2 separate regions of the Mus musculus genome follow, and region 1 is linked to region 2. Evidence: chromatin contacts called from public capture Hi-C data. All regions are on one chromosome and are shown on one strand. The core of a region is the stretch at or near the end of the contact, and the rest is flanking DNA. Distances in the headings are between cores, read along the strand shown.

The links. Capture Hi-C pulls out chosen DNA fragments and counts their contacts.
Region 1: a capture Hi-C map of embryonic stem cells shows a contact between it and region 2, with 2.9 times the contacts expected there. The contact joins two enhancer-like sites. A contact is called at or near these places in 1 of 484 Hi-C or Micro-C datasets (cranial neural crest), 3 of 115 datasets of contacts at active chromatin or transcription factors (CD4 single positive thymocytes, differentiating embryonic stem cells and embryonic stem cells) and 1 of 9 other capture datasets (embryonic stem cells).

Annotation. Positions count from the first base shown.
Region 1 is chr7:83,058,464-83,061,848 of GRCm38.p6, forward strand. No RefSeq gene overlaps it. Among named protein-coding and RNA genes, the nearest start is that of Gm36817, 23 kb to the left of the region's middle. Within about 2 kb of position 2,043, at least 43 of the 459 cell types and tissues checked have an H3K27ac peak or open chromatin away from gene starts, as enhancers often do.
Region 2 is chr7:82,721,583-82,724,910 of GRCm38.p6, forward strand. All of the region lies in intron 15 of Efl1 (elongation factor like GTPase 1), which reads left to right. Among named protein-coding and RNA genes, the nearest start is that of 4933406J10Rik, 32 kb to the right of the region's middle. Within about 2 kb of position 1,324, at least 23 of the 459 cell types and tissues checked have an H3K27ac peak or open chromatin away from gene starts, as enhancers often do.

The DNA of each region.
Region 1 (3,385 bases), core at 793-3,292, 340 kb after region 2:
TGGTGGTGTTGGGTGAAAGACTGTATGGGTGACTGTCCCTTGTACAGCTGCCTGCTTGTGTCCTCTACTAGCTGATTAGCTGGGTAACTCCCTTCAATCCTCTTGGTTTCCAGTTCCTCGCCAGATCCTGCAGTGACTACAGATCTGTCTGTAACCATCTTCTACTGTGGCTTTTAGCTCTTCATTTGTGGTCACGTCAAGCTTATGCTTTCCTGATTGACGTTCACATTCATTGATCAGACATCCATGTTCCACCCATAAGGATGGCTGAAAGCCTTAGTTCATAATTATTTTTACCTAATGATTAAAACCATTTGGTTTTTGCGTTATTGAGATCATGTCTGGAAAAAAAAAACCCAGGGTAAACAATTGAGAAAATATTCAGCCAGTTTAATAGCCTCTTCCTTGATACTCTGCTGCCTAGATACCACTATTTTCTATTTTTCCTTGCAATATAGCAATTTGCGCTAACATTTGTGCACAAATATGAGATTTTCATAAAAGCCAAATTGGGACTTTCCATTTCTATTGACCCAATGACATTAGCATTGTTGTAAGATGGCAGGAGAATCTTCTTAGAAATCGTATCAGGGATAGGCACTGAGTCAGGTCTTGAAGCTTTTGATATTCCAGGCCCTCACTGAATCATCTAACTCAAGGATTAATCATTTTTTACATAGGTGTAAAGGACATTTGAAATGTAGCATAATGAAGAAATGGCTAAAACATCATGGTACCTTTAATCAGTTGAATATTATGACCCATAAAGCAACATGAAAATGTTGTAAAACTTCTGGTGCATGTTCAATGCAACAAATGACAATAATATCATAGACTCATTATTTTGCACAATTGACTTATGCTAATAAAAAGTGGCGGTATTGATGAGCAAGCATTGAGGGGTGCTTCATGACTATGTGTGTTGGTGAAATTTTTACTTTTTAATCTTTTGGTCAACTTGACACAAACTAGAGGACTCTGGAAAGAGGAAATCTCAATTGAGAAAATGTTTCTGTAAGACTGAGATTGGCCTCTCGGCAAGTATCTGTGGCTTTATCTTGATTAATGATGGATGTGGGAGGGCCCTCGACATCGTGGATAATACTGGGTAAGTAGCTCTAGATTTAAGAAAGCAGGCTTTGCAAATTTTGGGAGCAAGTCAATAAGCAATGGTCTTCCATTCAATTCATCCTCCAATCCCTTTCTCCAGGTTCCTGCCATGAGTTTCTGCCCTGACTTCCCTACATCATGAACTATACATTGTAAGCTGAAATACCTACCCCTCCACAAATTGTTTTTGGTCACAGTGTTTATCACAACAATAGGAATGTAATTAGGACAAATATGTAAACAAATGTAGCATGCTACCAACTGGTGTGCGTCTAAGCATCCTTATACTATTCTGTGATGATCTTGTAGTAGATTCACAGCAACCATCCAGCCAGTGCCTTCCTTCCCAGTTTATGTATGGCCCAGAAAATGGAAACTCAGATAAATTAAGAGACTTGTTTACGCTGGGAGTGGTGGCACATGCCTAAAGGATTAAAATCCTAGCACTCAGGAGACAGAGGCAGGCAGATTTCTGAGTTCGAGGGCAGCCTGGTCTACAAAGTGAGTTCTGGAACAGCCAGGGCTATACAGAGAAACCCTGTCTCAAAAACAAAAAAACAAAAACAAAAACAAAAAAACAAAACAAACAATTAAACAAACAAAAAAGAAACTTGTTCACAGTACCAAGGAGAGACTGGAGCTGGGATTTGATCCGAAGTCTCTCTGATTTGAAGCTCCAGCTTCTACAGTTTCTGACAAATGAACTGAGGCCTGCCAGATCAGACCCAGATACTGTCTTTGCTGAGGTGTCAGCCATTAAACTGGCAGGCTGGATGAATACCTTGAGGCTTGCTACATCATGAAGCACTTTCCTGAGGCCTCAGTTTGCAAATAAGAAATTTTCCTTGGAGTCTCTCCAAAGAGGAAGAGATGGGGTGAGGAGTGGGAGTAGGGGTGTGGAATGAGGGGTGGGGCATTACTTCCAGGCCCACAGCGGGAACAAATCGCTGCTCTTTGCAAAGCCCTTGACATTCAAGGATCCCTCTAGGAAGGAACAGGGTCATGCTTTGACACTTTTATCAAGGACCCTGCTCCTTCTATTTCTTCCCCTTCCCCTCCCCCTTCTTCCTCTTTCCTTTCGCCTTCTTCTTCCTCTTCCTCCCTCCTCCTCCTGCTCCTCCTCCTCCTCTTCTCATCTACATGTGGATGTAATGAAAGTCTGCTGGGCACTTGAGAAAAGGAGACACTGGAGTGGTGTAAGTAAGCTGTTACTGCCTCTCTTCCCAGCAAGCATGAGCTGAATAAAACATGTAGTCAATAAAACCCAGCAAAACAATGAAACGAAGCCCTTTGGTGCTCTTGTATTGGGTGTTAGGCAACCCAGAAACCTGTGGTCATAAAAAGGGGAATGAGGGGAAACTTTACACTCATAGGAACAAAGACAGCTCCGCAGAAGGTTGAAAAGAACACTAGCCTAGCTCAAGTCTTATCCTTGGGCACCTGGAAGCAGTTAGGTTTGAAAGCTGTGCAGACCTCAGGCCGGCTGCTCCCAGCTCTCCCAGGGATCTCGTTAGGGGTAGGCAGTGCAACGTGCTTTTCATTAGGAAACCCATTGATCCTACCCACAAAGATACATTTTTTTTCTTTTTTTTCCCCAATGGTAAATTTATAAGCTTTGAGCACAAAGATCATTTACAGTCTCCTCCTACCCCTTCTTTGCAGGGGATGGGGGTGGGGTGTAGAAAATTTGGAGCTGCCCTGGGTGCCAGCTGCCCTAGGTGACAATTCAAGAAAGTCGTCCCTTGACTGGCTGAACACTGCAAAGCAAACTTCAACACTTTCCTATTTCTGGTGAAGACTGGAAGGAAACGGGGAAGTTTTTCATCCTTGGTGCCTTGTTAGGACTTGGTATAAAGTAGGCCAGTGCAATTTGTCTATTTTGGGTTTCAGAAACATTTGTTCTTCCCACAAGAGGTATTTTAAATACCTTCAGACCACGACTGCAACCCTAAACAATTCATTAAAATAGGCTCTTTGGAGCCTAATTTTAAAACAAAAAGTTGTTGATGATAATGATCATGAATGAGCCAGGCAAGCGCAGCTGTCCAGTCCTCGGGCTTCAGAACTACTCAGAAAAGTAACAACATGATTGTCCGTAGTTGTGTCGTCCAGCCTCCATCTCCCCCAGAAGGCATCCACTGTAATAGAAGAGAATCAGATTGAGAGAAAGAAAGAAAATAATCTTGGCTAAATTGCAAACACTGAGTCACCAGGGAGGAAGGGCTGTTCTGAGCCAAATCTGCTGTATTTTCCCTTGGATTTGTCTCCTAGCCCA
Region 2 (3,328 bases), core at 74-2,573:
ATGTAAAATAGATAGGCCTACTGATACTGTTGCTTATGCTACTGAAAATGTGAAGGGAAACACTGTTTGGAACAAGAGTAAAAGTCTCCTGGTTCTGCTTGACAACTCTTTAGTATTTATACCATTCAGTGGTACAAGATCATCTGATAAGTGGCAAAGAATCTACAGATTCTTATAAGAAATGTAAAGCCTTCCCTCCTTTTTTGGTGGGATATAAAAACTTGCACAGTTGTATAGCACCAGTCACAAACTCCTCACCACTCATAAAACTAGCACAGACAGTTAAAGTTCAGAAGAGAGCCAACTTCATCAGCTAAAGCAAGGAGGCTCATGTAAACCAGACTGGTGTGAAGTGAAAGAAGGCTTGGGGAGAGATTATTCAGTCAGTGTAGGAGGACATTGCATCCATCAGAATCACAGTGGATAGCTGAGGATCAAGAAGAGAGCCAGCTACTGGGCCGCAGTCACTGTGCCCACTCTCCTCTGCTGGCATCCTTCATATGATGGATGAAGTAAGAAACTTGCACCGTGCTCTGAGACCAGCAACGCTTGCTGCCTACAAAAAGCTTCAAAGGACATGATTGTTCTATTCAGAGTTCAAGGACTTTAAACAGCAAAGATCAAGAAATTAACCTTCAGGCTGAGATTTTAGAGAAGGAGACTCAGAATCCTCCTTCGGAGCTGCTCCCTAGCTGAGATTATAGTCACAGCCTCGTAAGGCACTTCTCTCATGAAGATGTGATTCCCACAGGACTGTAATGGAGCTGACAAGTTGCTCATCCTACAGATATGGTAGCCATCACAATTCAAGTACAACCCAGCTCTCACGGGTGTGGTAATGCTAGTATGGAGCCCAGTGTGCTTATAAGCGCACTCTGTTGTCTGCATTCTTGAAGAGAAGTGGCTTACGCCAGTCCTGTACTCATAATCTTCATGTTAGCATGTACACCTCCCTAGTTAGAAGCAAGCTATGGAACAATGTGCAGTGTTGTGACACTTCTGTGTCCTCAGGCTTGTGTCCTCTCAGCCCTGTCAGGAGGTCTCTAAGTTCCCTCTGAGGTGATAACAGACCCTTCCCCCCGCCCCCCATGTGGTACACTTCTCAGTACGTGTTACCGAGAAATGATATGGCTGCCCAGCACCGTGAAGCATTCAGGAGACCACTGAAGAGAGCTTGTCTCCGCCATGAGACAGGAGGCAAGGACTGTAAAGATTGTAGATCAGAAACGGATGCCAAAATGGGAGAAAAACCAAGCCACAGACTGCAGCCCTCAAATAGCTGGAGCCACAAGCTCAGCTCTGGAAAATCTGATTGGCCCTGTAGGACAAAACAGGGGGAGCTGTCAGTTCTCAAGAGCCAGTTGTTAAGTTTCACAAATTTTGCCAGCCAGTTGTTAAACTTGGCTATTTTTAAAGACTAAATTATGCACATTTATTTAATTTTTTTCCCCCAGAAACACAGTCTGTCTCAGGCCCAGGCTGGCCTAAACTTAGACAAGTGTAACTTCCTCAGCCTTCTGAGTGCTGAGATTACTGTAAAATTATATTAAAGTCATTACATTGTATTAAAAACAAAGGCATTAAATACCTAACTAGATCAGACATAGGTGGCTGCTTCTGACTGTAGCAAAACTCCATGACACAAGAGCACACGGAATCTGGAAGCAATTTGCTTGGTGAGAGGGGTTTCAGCCCTGGGTATTTGTTGTGCCCTCCTTGCACAGTGAACGCACGCACACCCCTGTGCTTGCACAATGTGCATGAGGAGACAGCAGAGCTGGGCTTTCCTAGAGTCGAGTACTTTGTGCTAAAACATGATGGTGGTGTTTCAATGACCTTTCCCCTGTTGCCCTTTGACCTCTGACCCTTTGTTTTTTAGCTGGCTGTTAGTTAAAAGTAGGAAGGAGAGAGCCTAGAGGAATTTTTAAGTGGGAAATAAGTAAGAATTGCACATAACAAAGCTTCCAGATACAGATGTGCTCCAGAACTGTGAGGGGGAGCCTGTGCATTGCTACTGAGGCAGATAGGAACTGTTTCCCTTGGAAATGAAAGTACAGCTGCCCTCTAAAAAAGAAAAACCGTGAAGGCTGAAGTTCCAACTACAAAATACACTGGAACTAACACACAGCAGATGTGTTGAAGGTGAGTGTTTTTCTTGAAGACAGCATCTCACTGTGTAGCTCTGACTGATCCGGAACTCACTCTATAGACTAGGCCACACTAGATGGAACTCAGTGTACCGTCATACCCAACATGGCCTGTATTCTTTTACTGTTCTCATTTACTGATAAAAAGCTTCTTTTTTTTTTTAATGTGTGTTGAAGATACTCAGCTTTTATTAAGTACTTTGAATTACTTTTTCAGTTTTCTACTCATATTCTTGTGTATTGTAGCTTTTGCCAGAGAGGTTAAAAAAAGAAGAAGAACAATTAATGGATAGACCTAGAGCTAGAGCTGTATGATAGAGCCTTGTCTAGGATGCATAGGAAAGGAGAGAGTGAGAGGAGACAGGGAAAGGCAAGAAAGAAAGGCCCTCCCCTCCCCTCCCCTTCCCTCCCCTCCTCTAGAGAACCATAACTCGCACTGTGAACAGCTCCAGATATATTGCTACTGCTCAGCCTGCCCGAGTGCTTATCTTCATTTATTGTATGAAGTCTAGGTCCATATTTTTTTCTGAAAATGCACTCTAACCAATGATTGGGAAATGGGCACCACTTGTGGCATTGCTGTGAACTGTGTCCTCTAAGGAAGTAAATACCTGCTGTGAGTTCACACATACAGCAAATTCCTCAAGACACAGCCCACCAGAGTGGACATGACAGGCAGATTCCATTTGCTTCCTCATTACCCAGTCTGGGAAAAGAAACTCTCCTTATTTATTAGTTGAACAATAAAGTTCTTATTCATTCCATTCTCTAAGTTCTTTTCTCTAAATGTTGAGGTAAGAAACTGGCAGACTGTTCCTTTCTGAGAACACATGGTTTCACTATACATGGTACAGCCGGATCATGATTGACAGTAAGGAAGAACTGGAGCCTTCTGAAGAAGCCTGGTCATGAGGATTAATCCTCAGCTTTACCAGGAAAGCACGTTTAGGGGTCATCCCTCCTGCTGGGCTTTGCTTCTTTTTTTTTTTTTTCTTCCCCCTCCTCCATGGGTAAAGTGATGGTCTTGAAGCAGATTAGCACTGGTAAGTCACTGAGGGTGAGCTTGTGCGACAGTCTGGTTTGGTCAGCCATCACTATGGTTCTGTGGCTTCCTGTAGGTACCTGAGTACTGTATGCTGATCCTCTGTGTCTTACTACACAGTAGTCTTTCTGAGATGAGA